Regions from separate parts of the Mus musculus genome. Here region 2 is linked to region 1. Evidence: chromatin contacts called from public HiChIP or PLAC-seq data. All regions are on one chromosome and are shown on one strand. The core of a region is the stretch at or near the end of the contact, and the rest is flanking DNA. Distances in the headings are between cores, read along the strand shown. Region 1 has its middle 86 kb from the start of Cst10. Region 2 holds the start of Cst7 (cystatin F (leukocystatin)).

Region 1 (4,669 bases), core at 1,221-3,720:
GACCAAGAATTTATATTTATTTATTATTTGCTCATTTAAAATTAATATTCTAATTTATTTAAATATGTTTGCTCCAGAATGGACTGACTGTAATGACTTTCAGAATTTTCTCTAGCTTATGACCACAGGGTCAAACAGCTATGAGCTCTATGCTATATAACCATGAGCAAAAAATCATCCTTTTCTCTCTTAAGTTATTTCTTAAATGCTTTTTTATAATAATGAAAAACTGTCAAATACATTTATAAAAATGTATTTTATGTGAATTGTACAAACAGAACTATAAATTACTAAATGAAATATGGAGAAAAACACTAATAGTATTGCTATCAATGCTTAGTTTTTTTCCTATACAGTCAGCCAATATTATTAGCCTAATATATTATTAATGATAATATATAATATAATATAATATAATATATTAATTAATGATTAATGCCAAATCTGATTTCATTTTTTTCCATAATTTCAAAGTTGACAGATTAAGTTTCTGAAGGATCACACAATAGCTACATGTATCTAGTCTTTGATTTTACAGTACTCTCCTCATAGTTTGTAAGTTTGGTGTTACTTTCAATCCACATTCCCTCTAAGAGAATGGACTATTTTAAATCTAGTTCATGAAGATTAATATGGTTAAAACTATAAAATTGTCCTCCCTTTAGTTAATAATCTAAACAGCTCAATTATTGTATATGCTGAATGTGAACAGGAGAGTGTGCAGCTATCAGTTCTACTCAGTTCAGTATCTTGCAGGATGTGGTTGAGACTTCTAAAGAAAAGAGATACTTGAAATCATGGCACATATTAAAAGTCAATTGGCCATCTGTAATTTAAAACAAAAAATTTAGGGTCTACAAAAATGTACTGTAGGTATGTGCACTGACTACTTTTCCAGAATACCCAACTTGAATTTCCACCCAACTTACTTGCACTACCCACATCGAGGCTTGTAATCATTAACCATCTGTAACTCATGTTTTGGAAAATATTTTGTTCTTTCCTGTCCTCCAAGGGCATCAGACATGTAAGACATGGACATGAAGACACACTTGAAGACAAAATAAATACCCACATAGGAAAATTAAACCCACTTTTTTTTTTAAATTTGAGACTCAAATCTTCCTACAACTTAGTCTCAGTCATTCTCTTGTATTGGAATTTATTCAATCCAACATCCTTTATAGAGAGACTGGCAATGCCCCTATTTGTGTTAAAAGCAGATGTGTTGATTCTGTCTGGATTGCTGTCTTGGAGGAGATCTAGTGTTTGAAAGTTAAAACAGGACAGACCACCAAGACTCAGTAAACAATAGCAATTTTATGTAATTTAGAGTGTTCCAGAAAAAAAAAAAGATGAGCTAGCGAACAAAAAGACAAGAAAAAAATGTTGAAAATGTGGCAGTTATTAGTTTAGAAGGGACATATTGTGTGAAAGAGGGTATAGACAAATGATAAATCCCTTGATTAAGATTCAGTGATAGCTGTTTCAAATATTTTTTTCTTTTAGGTTGAAAGTACTTTTTTTCCCCATAAGCATAGTACCCTTCCTCCCTGCATGCTCTATATCTAATAAAACCCAGTGCCTCATCTCCTGCTCCTGTTATGCCCTGAGTACATGGGAAATGTTGGGAACTAATAAGGGGGCCCTGGGGAAGAGAGGGAAGGGAAAACCCACACCCTGCCAGAGTTTTAACTATTCTCTGGTCTGTCATGCATGGGAGGGCTGCTATCTACCTTCCACTCATCCCTGGGTGGGCATCTAAGCCTCTGACCAACTCTTTGGTGTGGGGGGTGGCAAGGGGCAGTCCTACCTGGGATTCCAGGAACTACTTTGCTAAAGCCACCAGGGTTAAGGAAAGAGGTTCCCAACACCAGTGAGAGAGAAAGAGAGTAAGAGGGAGAGAGGAAAGGAGAGGAGAGAGGAGAGGAGAAGACAAAGAGAGAGGAGAGAGGGGGTGAGAGTGATGGGTAAAAAGTAAGAGAGTGAGAAGTAGAGAGTAAGTAAGAGAGCAATCAGGGGCTGAACAAGGGGGGAGGGGCCACAGTGCAGAAAAACCAGCTGCTTGTAGCTGAAACCTGTAACAGAGATGAGGAAGGAGACCTCACACCAGCCTCTAGCCCGCAGGGGAAAACAGAGCTCGGAGCAATTACTACAGGTGAAGGCTGCTGTAGCCTACAGAGCCATTCAAAGCCTAGAACTAGGGTTTAGGGGCTACAGAGCTGGGAAAAGCCAGCTTCTTGTAGTTGAAATGAGAGAGAGAGAGAGAGAGAGAGAGAGAGAGAGAGAGAGAGAGAGAGAGAGAGAGCGCTTTCTGGAACACTTTGGAGAGAGAGAAAGTAAAAGCCTAGTTTTTGAACTAGATTACTCACAGTCTCTTGGGAAACTTGGAGATCTGATGTAGGTCTCTGTGCAAAGCGTTCTTCAGATGGCTCTGTCTCATGTGGATGGTGAAACCATCCTCTGCTACCAACCCAGACAAGCCCAAGAATTATGAAATCCACTGCAACTTGCAAAAGAGCCTTTTATTGTTTCAAGTTCGAACTCTGATCACATGCCCTGCACTCACAGGGTGAATGCTGGCATGTGAAGTCTAAGTCCAGAAAGCACTGGGTTTATGTACAGTATAGTTAGGAATCCCCTGAATGTTCACAGAAAAGGCGAGTGGAGGGCTGTAATCATTTGGTGGTATGGAACTGAAGCTGGGAAGGGGATTAATGATTGTCTGTTGTGGGTTCATCAGGGACTAATTTTGTGGCCAGTCTTAATTGCCTATGACTTGTGATTACCTTTTCTCCATGATTTAAATGCAGGACCGTAATCTCCTTTGGGCTTGTTATTTCCTTAAGGTTTCAAGACAGGCACCTGTAGAGTTCTGCCACTTATCAGAAGGGTGGTAGTTTTGGAGACCCAGAGGTGGGGAGGATGTCTTGAGCTAATGTTTGGCTTCTCATGATGTCTCCATTAAGGGGGAGTTTTATGGGTAGTGCTATTCTAATGCTAGGCTGGGTTCCCTTGGAGCGGCCAGTGGGGGAGAGAGCCCTGGGCTTGTTGCAGGAGGATGCAGCACAGAAACCAGCTGTCTGCTATTGCACTTGCCATGGGATGGGGGAGGATATCAGCTTCTGTGGGAGAAAACACAGAGACAAACTGTCTGTACACAACACTGAAGTCTCTTTTGTGAGACTTTTAAGGAATGGGACAATTATCCCAAGAGAGTTAGCATCAGTAATTTGGGGATTACAAAATGCCAACATTTATATTCTCCTGCTCCTCCTCTGACTCCTTCTCTCGGGTGTTATAAACACTTCTCAGGAGATCTGTGACATGGTTTGATATGAGATTTCCTTGTACTTTAACCAGCCAAGGTACCTTCCTCCACTAAATCACAACATGAAGACTTCACATATCACTTAAACATACACTGTACCTCTAGGACTGTGATAGAGGCCTAGATAAAATTGTAGTTTCTTAACAATTTATTAAATCAAACTAAAAATAAAAATTAAATTTTGAGGTCTATTTTATGTATTTTAGTAAGATAAGGAATAATGAAGGATCACTTCAGTGTATCCAATAACAAGTCCAGTTTGGAATAAATATTTTAAAGCATGGCCCATGAGGAATATAGCATATTAGAACTACAAACATTGTTGAGACATAATAACTTAAGAGTCCTAATACAAAAGAAGACTACCTTCCTTATTCTATAGAAATTTAATGTAACTCTGATTTAGTTTAACTATTGAGTAAGACCTCCCTTGACATCACTATAGATCAACTTCCCACTAAATATTCAGTCTTCATGTTTCAACAACGAAAGTGCTTAATCATTACAGTTCAATGTTACTGTTTACAAGTTTTCTTTGCTAGAGGCTGTAAACTCATGTCAATCATTACTGAGTCTTAACATATCTTGAAAATTTTGTCCTTCTAAACTGAGCTGATACTTGTATGTGAGATAGGTTCATGATCAGGTGAGAGATAAAATGTGAGTACAGATCACCACAAACATACTCTGGAAGTTGTCTCTAATGTTTTATATAATTTACATTTGGGTCATAAATCTTCATTCTTTTTGGAGTGCCTCCAAAAAGAAGATGGAGAGAGCATATACTAGCAGATTTACAGTACACCTGAAAGCTCTAGAACAAGAAGAAGCAAATACACCCAAGAGGAGTAGATAGCTGGAAATAATCAAACTCAGTGCTAAAAACAACCAAGTAGAAACAAAAAGAACTATAAAAAGAATCAACCAAACCAGGAGGTGGTTCTTTGAGAAAATCAACAAGATAGATAAACCCTTAGCCAGACTAACCAGAGGGCACAGAGACAGTATCAAAATTAACAAAATCAGAAATGAAAAGGGAGACTTAACAACAGAAACTTAGGAAATCAAAAAAATCTTCAGATCCTACCACAAAAGCCTATACTCAACAAAGGTGGAAAATCTGGATGAAATGGATAATTTTCTAGATAGATGCCAGGTACCAAAGTTGAAACAGGGTCAAATAAATGACCTAAACAGTCTCATGTCCCCTAAAGAAGCCCAGGACCAGATGGGTTTATAGCAGAGTTCTAACAGACCTTCAAAAAAGACCTAATACCCAATAAGCTAATATGCCCCCAAAATGGTTTCTGAATGGAGATAGCCACAGAGAGATGTTCA
Region 2 (5,095 bases), core at 987-3,486, 1.3 Mb before region 1:
GTGACCACCGGCAGGGAACCTTTGTGGAAGAAGTGACACATTGAGAAAGAAGGCTCCCCATTCTCACCAACAGCTAAGAGGCAGAGACAATGAATGTGGCAATTTCCTAAATTCTGAAGATTGGGGATACTGCTTGGGGCAGTTTAACTCCTAGGCACAGAGCTATGCCATATGCTCAGATCAGACACAATCAGTATCCTTGTTGCTTTGCCTTGGCTCACAGAGGATTCCAGAATTCCACAGGAAGTAGGGAGGAGGGAGGGAGAGAGCAAGGAGGGAGGAACGGAGGGAGGGAAGAGGGAAAGAGAATGAGAATATGAATATGAATGAATATGAACCATTAGAGGTCAAGGTTCCCAGCTGTCTGAGAGGAGCTTGAGAGTACCCCATTTTGCATCGGAGGCCTTAATGGAAGCATCAGGAAGGGAGGTACCATAGTGGGTAGAGATGTGGTTCATTAGCACAGCAGAGCAAAGGCCTGGCCATTGACTTGCAGGCAATGGTGGGCACTGTTGGGAGTACCCCAGGCCTATAAGCACTTTGTGAGATCATCACTGAGCTACTTTCTCTAAGACATTCAGGTAAGAACCAGTTACTGGCATCTCAAAGGGCAGGCTGAAGGAAGTTCCAAACTTCTCAGATGGTGTATATGGGGCTTGTAGTATTCCCAGGTTCCAGTGTGAGGGTGGTGTTTATTTGGGTCTGGGCAGAGAGGCCTGAAGGGGGTGGCTCAGAGAAGCTGTTGAGGGCAGGTGAATGGAGAAGATTCCTTTCAGCTCACAAATTTGGGGGAAGTTAACGTGGTAGAGACAGGGAACTGACAGTCCTCCAATATCTCCCCCAACAGCTGTCCTGTGGTGTTAACTATAATGTGGTAGATGTGGCCACTCTGTTGAATTAGGCCTCAGAGGAGGCAAACACAGCATCGTCAAAACACCGAGTATAAAAAACCGAAACCCTAGGATCGGTGAGATAGCCAGTACCAATGTCTTCCCCAGATCTCTCACATAGGCCAAGAGGGCTTTGCAGCATGAACACCAGCTTCTGCCCAAGCTTCTCTCTGGACAACTGGGGCAGAGGAATCGTAGGTAGGCCAGGAAGGGCCTCCTAGTGAGCACTAAGGCCACAGGGAGCAGGGCATGGAGAGGCAAGGTCTGTGGCCTGGCCCGTGCTTAGTGCTGTCTCCTCTTTTACCAGTTAACTACCTCTTTGCCAATGACCCCCCCCCCCCGAGCTGCTGTGGTCCATCCTCATCCTCAGAACAGAAGCTCCCCTACCCATTACTGCCCTGTCTCCACAGTGCCCCATTCACAGCATCTACTTGGGTCTTGGATTTGGAGGCTATGCCCTACTGTGTCTCTACACTTACTTCTTTGCACCTAATTGCTGTGAAGGGGGATTCTATGTCCTTGGTGTCTCTTGGGTATTCCCTTTCACTGCCTCCCAGTGACCAGACCCAGCCTGCTTTAAGGAGGAAGAATGACAAAAGCCTTATGCATAAGCGCTGTCTTCATCTACTGGGAGATGGTCAGTTATCAGCTTTTTTGTCAGTTAGAGGCAGGGCCCTCAAACTTTATCTATGTGCTGAATCTGCTTGCTGGGGCAGACATCTTCCAGCTCTCTGTAGGGAAACAGGCACTCATGGCTGATGGTTAGCAAGTTAGCTAGCCTGGTTGCATCTCAGCTTTCCAACACAGGCGACTGCCACCCCTCACTGGCCACTAGCATGCTGACTTGCACAATACTTATCTTACTGGGGTCTCTGCAGTAAAGTCAGTTAGAAAAGTAAAGCTGTCAGATATAGACTGAGTGAGGCCCTTGAACAGAAGAGAACAGAAGTTGTTCTCTTTATCCCTGTGGCTGCTGTTATGCTTGATCCCTGATGTCTATTCTGCTTAGAAGTAGCTGCTGCCAGGATCCCCAGCCCCTTGCCAGGGTCTTTCTCAGGGTTCCAAGAGTGTCCTAAGAAAGATGCAAGACTAACAGGCCAGGGTCCCCATACTTCTACTACTAGAAGGTGGTCAGAACAGTACTCTGGGATGGGGCCAGATGACCCTTCTCTTACCTGGGGGGCGTGCCCCATGGGTGTCAGAAGTTAGGCAGCAGAGGGCAAGCAGAATGGCCAGCCACATGGCTGGGGAAATGCAGGGAGCATGTAGTGGGCCAAGTGCTCGGCAAGTACAGCTCCAGGACCAGGGCATGGTGGGGTAGCTTCAGTGGGGCGTGGTTTCTTGCTGAATCATTTTAACCAGAAGCGCTTCATCTTCAGGACTTGGGGCCACAAGAGCAACCACTTCCTTTAAAGAAGTTTCCAAGCTGTGATCATTTGCAGGGGGAGGCAGGGGGAGAGAAGTGAGACCCACGAGCGCAGCACCCTCTCTCCTTCCCAGGGTGGGAGGAGGCAGTTTCCTACCATTCACCACACACGGGGGATGCTGATGTGAAGAAACCAGGGGATTTTCAAAAGTAGTCACTTGACTGTCCTTCTACATTTATAGACTCTCTCCCCTCCTGCATTCTAGTATTCAGAATAGCCCCCTTCAAGAGACAAGAAACTATGCTGTCCGGGTCTGAGGGGTTATCTGCAGGAAAGCTATTCATACTTTCCAAAGTCCTTGGGAGGAGCATTGGCACGTGGCTTCTGTGCCTCAAACAGGAGCTCAGCACCGTGAGAGCTGAGATACTGATCATGGCCCACTCTGGGCTCAAAGCCTTCTAAGGAGATGAAATTACGTAGACAGAGGTCTGATTCTGGCCATGCCTCTACTTTCAGCCCATGGTTTGGAGTGGGTACCTATACCCAGTTATCTGAATCTGAATCTAGGCTTTGCTGTCATTAGACTAGGAACAGCCCATGCACCTCAGTTACCTCTGGGGACTTGTGAAACATTGGAGTTTCTTTTGCATAAAGGCTCAGGGTAGGAGGAAAGCAAGCTGTAATCGGCTTCAGTGTGGAGAGGTATATTCGTCTCTCAGAACTAGGCTAGGAAGGTAGTGTGGAAGGATGCCTGGGGTCTTACTTGCCCCCAGGAGACACATGGGCCTCCCAGGCTGCCTGACATACAGATATAGTCAGATCCTGGATGCTCGGGGCAGCGGTGGAGGGGGTCTGAGCCAGGTGAATTGTGCTGGATCCTACTAAATTCCAAACAGGGCAGATAGGGTCTGCGGGACATGGACAAACTATGTAATCTGAGGTCCCAATAGGTTTCTGGGTGCTGCAGGTAGTATTCAGTAAGTAGTAGCTGTTATGACAACCCCCCATGGTCCTTTCCTGTTTGATCTTGGGATCCTTATTTTTGGCTGCTAGGGTCTGGGACACAATGTCTTCAGTATAAATGGGATAGAGTAGTGCCCGCTTCAGTTTCAAACATCCACTGAGAGGTTGGGAGTCAGAACATAATCCACGTGTTGTATTTCTAGCAGTAACCAGAGCATCAGTAGTCTAGGTGGGAGCAGGAGATGGAGCTAGGCTGGCTGCTTGGTCTTCAGGCCAGTGTGGTGCAGTACAAAGATAATTCAGGGATTTGAATTCCCCGCCTCTGTGCTACATAAAGTCTGAAAGCTTCTGCGGAGTCCCTAAGGAGAACCTCATCTTGTATAGTTCTTGAGATTGTTGAAAATAAAATGCAGAGTCCCATCCTCCAGTTATCCGGAGAGACGTTGAAGTCCAGCTTTTCAGGAAGCTTTGGGAGTGAGAACACTGCTTGCAAAAGAATGGGATCCTGTACGTTGGAATGGAAGATTCCAGGGAAGCAGGGGTATTGAGCGCCTGAATTCTCAGTGAAAGAGGTGGTGTCCTCAGTGGGCTAATCCTGGGTTCTGAGCATGAGTTAAGGTCAGCTGTGGTGAAGTCCCTGAGGTACCTAAGGACTGTGCCTGTCCTTAGGTCAGCATGTAGACAGCCCCTGGGTACTAAGGATGCATTTTGGCCAGGGTGGGTCATCTCCTACTTGCTGGAGCTACACATGCATAGGTTGCAGAGTGCAAGTGGTCTTTGAGGTACTGCCCTTGTCCTCAAGCCAGATTGTGGCACAGGGCTTGAAGTGGCAAATGTATGAGGTACCCCATGGTACTGGGCTTTAAGTAGACTAGCCTGGAATTGTTCCTTTGGATACTGGGCCTTCCATTGGATGCATTGTGCACATGGCCACCTGGGTATTGACTCTAACCTGAAAAGCATGCAGATGGGCTCACAAGTACCAGTCAATACTCTGGTGGACAGTTCTCAGCTGGCCCCCTGGGTACTGGGGCCTAACATGGAGTTCAGTGTGCTAGTGGCTCCCAGGATAAGGTACCTGAATTCAGCAATGAGGCAGTTCCCATAGGTAATGGGCTAGCCTTGAGGACATACGTGGATAACCCTCTTGATATTGGGTCTGCCCTAGGAGCAATGTAAGTTCAACAGCATTGTTACTGGTCCTCACTGTTTCCAGCATGAGCGCAGCCCTCAGTGTGCTTGTCCTTCCTTCCATGAAGTAAGTATAGAAGTCTTCTGGGTACTGAGCCTACATTAGGGAGCATCCTGTTTATCTGGTCTTCCTGGATACTGACCCTTCCATGACCATTATGATACGATAAACCCCCTTTGGTAAAGGCTTGTCCTAGGGGGAGGGGGACTGTATTCAAGCAGGTTCCTGGAGATGAGCCTTTTCTGGGATCCTCTTACAAGAAGCCCCCAGAGAACTGGACCTATACTGTGAGCACTGTAAGGGATGTCTCTGAGTACTGGGAATGTCCTTAGGATGTCACTGTAGGCAGCTGCTTAGGTAATGTTCCTGTACTTGGGACAGCAAGTGTGATGCCACATGGGTATGGACCTGACCCTGTCCAGCAACCTGAGGGATGTCTCTATGGTGGGTTAGAAGCCCAGACCCCTGTGTGCTACACTCAGATCTATGGTAGGCACCCAGGTTGTTCTCCATTTCACTGTGGACCTTCTTTGATGTGTCACTGGACTTTTCAGGCTGTATTGCTTAGTGTCAGCTACTACACATTGTTTCCCTTTTAGTTTTGATTTCTCACAAGATCTGAAGTGGAGAGGAGTGGTGGTGGTGGTGGTTCTGTCTTTGGGTTTGACAGAGACTTTCTCTCT

Evidence for each region. HiChIP or PLAC-seq counts read pairs in DNA pulled down with a chosen protein or histone mark.
Region 2: a contact with region 1 is called in an H3K27ac HiChIP or PLAC-seq map of acute myeloid leukemia, with 5 times the contacts expected there. The contact joins the promoter of Cst7 here to the enhancer-like site in region 1. A contact is called at or near these places in 5 of 39 promoter capture datasets (cranial neural crest, hippocampal neurons, liver and 2 more) and 2 of 115 datasets of contacts at active chromatin or transcription factors (acute myeloid leukemia and large pre-B cells).

The regions. Positions count from the first base shown.
Region 1 is chr2:149,317,277-149,321,945 of GRCm38.p6, reverse strand. No RefSeq gene overlaps it. Among named protein-coding and RNA genes, the nearest start is that of Cst10, 86 kb to the left of the region's middle. Within about 2 kb of position 2,470, at least 3 of the 459 cell types and tissues checked have an H3K27ac peak or open chromatin away from gene starts, as enhancers often do. A contact at or near this core is called in acute myeloid leukemia, where this site is marked.
Region 2 is chr2:150,567,556-150,572,650 of GRCm38.p6, reverse strand. It overlaps Cst7 (cystatin F (leukocystatin)), which reads right to left and starts at 2,236. Exons shown (of 4, transcript NM_009977.3): 1 at 2,066-2,236. The coding sequence starts at 2,132.